Linked DNA regions of Mus musculus: region 2 is linked to region 1. A link is a contact called in public Hi-C data. All regions are on one chromosome and are shown on one strand. Each heading gives the region's core, a stretch centred on a gene start, on an enhancer-like site or on the middle of the called end of the contact. The rest is flanking DNA. Distances are from core to core; before and after follow the strand shown. Region 1 holds the start of Ccdc39 (coiled-coil domain containing 39). Region 2 has its middle 9.3 kb from the start of Gm42204.

The links. A called contact is a pair of places that touch in the nucleus more often than the background predicts.
Region 2: a Hi-C map of spermatogonia shows a contact between it and region 1, with 2.3 times the contacts expected there. The contact joins the enhancer-like site here to the promoter of Ccdc39 in region 1. A contact is called at or near these places in 19 of 39 promoter capture datasets (the 3T3-L1 cell line, 3T3-L1-derived adipocytes, the HPC-7 cell line and 11 more), 3 of 15 datasets of contacts at CTCF or cohesin (the G1E-ER4 cell line, the NIH/3T3 cell line and hippocampal excitatory neurons), 61 of 484 Hi-C or Micro-C datasets (B cells, the CH12 cell line, the G1E-ER4 cell line and 38 more), 12 of 115 datasets of contacts at active chromatin or transcription factors (a beta-TC-6 cell line, bone marrow-derived macrophages, differentiating embryonic stem cells and 4 more) and 4 of 9 other capture datasets (adipose tissue, embryonic stem cells, liver and 1 more).

What each region holds. Positions count from the first base shown.
Region 1 is chr3:33,842,497-33,845,591 of GRCm38.p6, forward strand. It overlaps Ccdc39 (coiled-coil domain containing 39), which reads right to left and starts at 1,814. Exons shown (of 20, transcript NM_026222.2): 1 at 1,609-1,814. The coding sequence starts at 1,698.
Region 2 is chr3:33,914,549-33,917,757 of GRCm38.p6, forward strand. No RefSeq gene overlaps it. Among named protein-coding and RNA genes, the nearest start is that of Gm42204, 9.3 kb to the left of the region's middle. Within about 2 kb of position 1,778, at least 7 of the 459 cell types and tissues checked have an H3K27ac peak or open chromatin away from gene starts, as enhancers often do. A contact at or near this core is called in the G1E-ER4 cell line, differentiating embryonic stem cells and spermatogonia, where this site is marked.

The DNA.
Region 1 (3,095 bases), core at 564-3,063:
AGGAGGAAAGAGGGGGAGGGAAGGAACTACATTTCTCTGCAAACATCCACGGAAAAAAAGCCAGCCATGTGACATGTTCTTGTAACGCCAGCATAAAGGAAACAGAGCTGGGAGGACTTCACTAGTCTGCCATCTTAGCCTAATCTGGTAGCCCCAGATCCCAGTAAGATTGACCCTGCCTCAAAAAGTAAGGTAGAAGTAGAGCCTGGGGGATGGCGCTTAGGCTTGATCTCTGGCCTCTGCACACATGCGCACACATGTACACTATTTAGTCACATCCACCACCATACATCACAAACACATACCCCGAAAAGAAAGAAGGGTAACGTAATGAAAGGAGGAGCATAAAAACTACAGGACAAGAACCTTAAATTCAAATGCTAACTGTAGAGCCAGCAGGATCGCTCTCCTAAATACCTCTTATACAATGTAATAATATATTAATTATACAGTGTCTCCTGCCCATCTCATCTCTAGTTCAACAAGACACCCATCAGGTTGGTGGGCTGGCTCCAAACCTTCAATTGGCGGCTATGACTCGGGCACCAGCAGTGATCTTTTATCTGTCCTAATATTGATGGTCCTTAAGGGGAAATGCCCAATCCTAACCAGAGGGGAGAGCAGAGCAAAGCAGAGCAGAGTAGAGTAGAGCAGAGCAGAGCAGAGCAGAGCAGAGCAGAGCAGAGCAGAGCAGAGCAGAGCAGAGCATTCCAAACGTTCCAGTCTTCTCAGAAGATTTACCCAAAAGTCTTTTATGCTCACTTTCAGAGGGCAGAAAATATTCTCTTCTACCTTGTCAATTTGCACAAATCTTCAATTCTTGGTTCCCTCTTCCCCACACCCTAGTACCATTTCGTGGGACTTTGGGTGACTGCTAAAGATGCATTAACTTTGTGGAGCCGGTTGCAATTAAAAAAACAAAAAACAAACAAACAAAAAAACGACTTAAACTGCATGTATTTTAGTTGGTGCAGGTTTGTCCTAACAATGTGAAATATTTCACCATCTTGTGACACCTCGATTCTCACTCTGAAACTCTATATTGCATACTTCACTAAAATGTTTTCCTTGAAAGCACCTCAAGCGATTTTAAACATCACAGAAACACAAATGCTGGCAAGAATGTGTCTTGTGTGTGCACATGTGTAAATGGTGGTTACTAGGAAACACCAAAAATGCATTTGTGATCCTTAATTGGATGGGAAAGGCCTGCTAGCTGGCACCTGAAACAGCTGGAAGAGTGAGACTCGGGTTTTATGGCCCTGAATAGAAATTGTTGCTTCGATAAAACTTTCAAATGTGTAGTAACTGATAGGAGCAGGAGAGAAAGTGGGGAGGCCGGAGTATCAGATCTAAGTGATGAAGTCAGGCCACAAGAGGTGCAAATGAGCAGCGCGGCACCTGTACGTGGGACTTGGTCTTCCCTGGCCCTCCCCCGGATTCCCACTGGATACCCACCTAGCCCAGCATCCTCTATTTACACTCCTTACCTAGTCTTTACCTGGTCATCCATTGGCAGTCCTGGCGGCGTTCAACCAGCCCTTTTACCATTCCTCAGCTGTTCCCCTCTGGTCGTCTCTCCCCTAAATCCCACCCGGTCCTCCTCACCTGATCCTCCAGGATCTTGTTCTCCTGATTGGCCACGGGGATGGCGAACCCATCTTCCCAGTGCAGCTCTGACAAGAACTCACTGCACATGGCGTACGAGGCTCAAAGGAATCACAGACAAGCCACCCAAAACCGTTCCCTGGAGCTCGCAGCCAAGCCTAACCGTCTGTATTCCGCGGCCCTAGCAACAGCCAGGCGCCCTTAGTTACCAAACAGGAAGCACTCAGGCTGGAAGGCGGAACTTCCTTTGAGAATTCCCTTGTCCTTTTTGCAGCCGGTAGAATTTGCTTGCCTGTGTCTGTGAGGCACAGCTCTCTTTGCACGGATAGATACACTCCCAGGACTTCCAAAACGTGCAAATCTGGAAGCTCGGGTGCTCCAGAGGACCACAAAGTTCGGGGATGGAAGGCATAGGCTCCTGGGGTGCCAGGATGGTGGACTACAGGATAGCAGGATGGACGACCACCAGATTGAGGGATAGTATAATACCCAAAAGTGGCTTCAGATTTGTTCTTAAGTCATATATAAGGGACCATGATCTGGGAACACAGATCCAGGCTGCCCCAAATAGCATGTTCTCGCATGGAAACTTGCTTCACTACGTTTTTGTAATTGCAGAAGAAAAGGAAGCAATAAATCAAGGCATTTTTCCAATGCATTGATGAAAACATCACCAAAGACTGTTAGTATTGGGTTTGAGATGGAAGCTGAGAAAACTCACTTTAGAGATGGAAATTTAAAAATTAAGGCTTTATTTTCTGAGTGCTCAGGGAGGCAGCCAGTTTGGGATCTGAACCACGTACGGGGTGGGAGATTATACAGCATTGTTATAGGATGGTAACACAATTCAAAGTGGGGAGCTGGTGGGAACTGCAGCGTTATCCAATTGTATTTTGACATTATGTGTTAAACATGGGAGTACCTGTTGGGAGACTGAGCCTGTACAGAGCACCTGGCTTCAAGGTCCTTAATTCATTCTCCAAGACATTAGGTCCAGAGCTAAGAGTGATAAGGGGACAAAGACGCTGGCAGGAGCATATGAACTTGTTTAACCCTGCCAGCAAGACAGAGAAGTTGTGCCTGAGATGTCTAGACTCAACCGTTTACAACAGAAGATGTTCAGCTATGGGGAAGCCCCTGGCTTCCCTGGGATCTGGGACCTTGAATTTACTTTATCCCTATGATTAAATGGAGTCTGAAAACGAAATGGTACTGCCTGGAGTAAGTTTCCTTTGCTTCTTCCCAACAACAGCATAGTTGGGAAGTCAGTGCTATCCATAGGTTTCAAATACTATCTGGTGACATTCATAGCTTTGGGGTTGGTGAAAGCTAGTGGTTTGCTAAGTTAGTACAGCCCAACAAGCATTACCTGGTCAAATGGGCAATGAACGGCTGGCTATTAAGGAGACTAAAGATAGCTCAAGATAATTTGGCTCTGGGTTTCCAACTCTACACCATCGAAGTTCTGATCAAGTCAGTCAGCTTTA
Region 2 (3,209 bases), core at 528-3,027, 72 kb after region 1:
TGCCTGCGGCCAAGCCTGGTGATCTGAGTTCAATCCCCAGCACACGCACATGGTGGCGCTAGAGATCTGATTTCTACAAGTCTTTGGGTCTCTACACATGCGCCACGGCACCTGTGCGCCTATTTCCCTCTGCTCTGCAAATAACTGAAGAGATGTCAATTTGTTAAATGTAAAGACTTAGTTTTACAAGGGAAATATTGGAAACATCTAAAACTGTTGTCAGGAATTAATAAGTATGTTTTAAGGGCTTTGTTAGCTAGTTCTACCAAAGTTGGTAATACAGGGGACATATTGTAATATGCTGTAGAAATCTCGCGTGTGTTTTACAGTTCCCTCTTTCAACCCAGCCGAGTCACTATTTACACGCCACCCCCACCCCACAGTGAGCTGGTGACTGCCATGCTGGGAAGCAAGGCTCGAGAAAAGGGGCTTTGCTGAGAAAACAATGGCAGACAGAAGAACAGCATCCGTATTACATGTCGTGGTGAGATAAATACAACGTAAAAATAATTCCACTCCCCTTTCTCTATACCCCCACTTTCTCTCTCGGGACCTCATACACCAGACAAACAATGGACCATTGAGCTTCACGGTCAGCTCCACAGTCTTTTGACTTCAGTACCTCCAAAGTCCGGGTCTGATAACTCTGAGAGGCCACTATCTCAGCCCAGAAGGGGGCTGAGAAACACCTCTGGCCTCTGCCCACCAGATGCCTGCAGTGCCCCCAGCTTCACTAATAAGATAATTGCCACTGTCCTAGAGGGCAAATCCACCCTGTTTAACCACTGCCCTACATACAGGTAATGGATGGGCTGGGGGTTTAAAGGACTTTATCTAACACTAATAATGGTAACAAATTACACAAGAATATAGCAAAATAAAGGTACTTTAAAAAGATATAATTAGGGGCTGGAGAGATGGCTCAGCAGTTAAAAGCACTGAATGTTCTTCCAGAGGTCCTGAGTTCAAGTCCCAGAAACCACATGGTAGCCCATAACCATCTGTAATGGGATCTGATGCCCTTCTGATGTATCTGAAGACAGAGACAGTGTACTTACATATAATAGAAAGATAGATAAATTTTTTTAAAAGATATAATCAAAACCACAAGCACTAAGACAAAAGTAGACATCCATACAAATGCTAAAATTAAAATGTAAAAGCAGAAAATACATAAAGAAAATTAAAAATGTTAATATAGAATAAATCATTTCAAACATCATAATTCATACATACCAGCAATACCAATAATTATAAACAGGGTAGACTCACCTGCAGCAAGAAAAAAATCCACATTTCACATCAAATACAAAACCAGGTTCTAAATTTTAATTTTTTTGCTTTTATTATTATTTGTATAAGTGTTTTGCCTGATGTATATCTGTGCAGTACCCAGTGACTCCAGAAGAGGGCAGAAGATCTTCTGGGGCTGGAGTTACAGAGGATTGTGTGGATGCTGGGAACAGGAACTGGGTCCTTTAGAAGAAGAATTAGTGTTCTTCACTGCTGAGCCATCTCTCCAGCCCCAGGAATTTAAAATTATCAATGCTTTAAATTGAAAAAAAAAAGAAAAAAGAATTGGCAAATTACTTATTAAATCTTATTGATAAGCATATCCTTGACTTCCTGGGATGATGATAGACATGAGTCAGGGCACGTAGGCTGAAAGAGTCCCTTTGTTCCCCAAGTTGCTTCTGGTCATGGTATTTTAGCACAGCAACAGGCAATCCTTAAGAACCAGCAGGGTAGTAGCCAGTAGAAGGCATTCTTTGTTGTGAAACAGGCTAGCCTTTAGCCACTAAGAGGACCGCGTTAGTTATTGTCTCATTGTTATGACAAATTACCTGACATGCAACTTAAAGGAGGGTTTACTGTTTAAGAAGGGACACAGTCCTCGATGGCAGGAAAGGCACAACGGCAGGACCAAGATGTATGCCCACATCCCGTCAGCAAACAGAAAGCAAAGCAGAACAAAAGAAAGTGCCCTAGGGCTACCAGCCTCAAGCCCCGCCCCACGTGATCCACTTCCTCCAGCAAGGCTCCACCCCTTAAAGGTTCCACAAGTTTTCCAACCGTGTTCAAGCACATAACCCTGGGGGTGACGGTTCATTCAGACCAGGTGACGGCTCAGTGACAAATGTTAGTGTTTGGTTTGCTACTTCTCCTTGTCTACGCAAATGGTCTGTTACTGCTGTGGGTTCCCGTGTGTGAATAAAGGCAATGCCTTCCGCAGAGTAAATAGGCCCTGCCCTCTGTATTCCTTTTCTAGGATAAATACGTAATAGAAACTTAAGGAAGCTTCTATTTTGTGTATTTGCAAACTACCAAAAAAAATTTTTTAAGTGGCCATCTTGTGATTTTTATTTTGCATACTCAAAGTGAGAATCAAATTGTGAGCAAACCCCATAGTACTTTATCTAGAAAAAAATAAGTCGTTGAAAAATGTCCTGTGGGTGATAAGTCCTACCTTCTTATCGCTGCTCCACAGGAGAAAGGCTTTCATGCTTTTTGATCCTGTGGAGGAGTGAGTATTTAACAGAACATCTGAGGAGCTGGGATGTTACTTGTTTTCTCATTTCACAGAAAAAGAACCAGGAAGAGCCCTCTATTGCGAGATGCTTTGGTAGCCCACGTCGGGGAGCACCAATTCTTGGAAGAGTCCAGGGGCCCTGGAAAGAAAGAACAGAACAGAGAGGATCCATTGCTGACTAGAGTAGAGGAACAGAGTCCTGGGATAGGAAATGGTTCTTGAAGACATTTGGGTGTTGTTGTTGTTGTTGTTTTCTGGAAAAAGTCTGAGTTTTTGTGAAAGACACATTTTTCTCATTCAACAAGCAAACATCTTCAGAGATTTGGCTAGACTAGCCCTCCTTGCCTCAGACAGTCAACTGATGAGCTACCCTGCCAATATCTGGCTGTGTTTGGGGTCCAGGTAGATTTGGGGGATGGGTGATCAGATGAACTCACCCACGAAGGCATGTGCATGTGGAGGCCAGAAGTTAGCATTGGGTGCCTTCCTCGACCTCTCTCACCTGAACCCAGAGCTAGGCTGCCTGGTAACCCTATCTCTATATCTATAGCACTTATCTTTTGTGTCAGGGTTTTCCATTGAAAAGAGCTATAGGCATACCGTTGTAGAAGCTGGACTGGCATTTTTTTGCCATGTATAATTCTAAAGATAGTGTTGGCCTTTCTTTATGCCCACACAC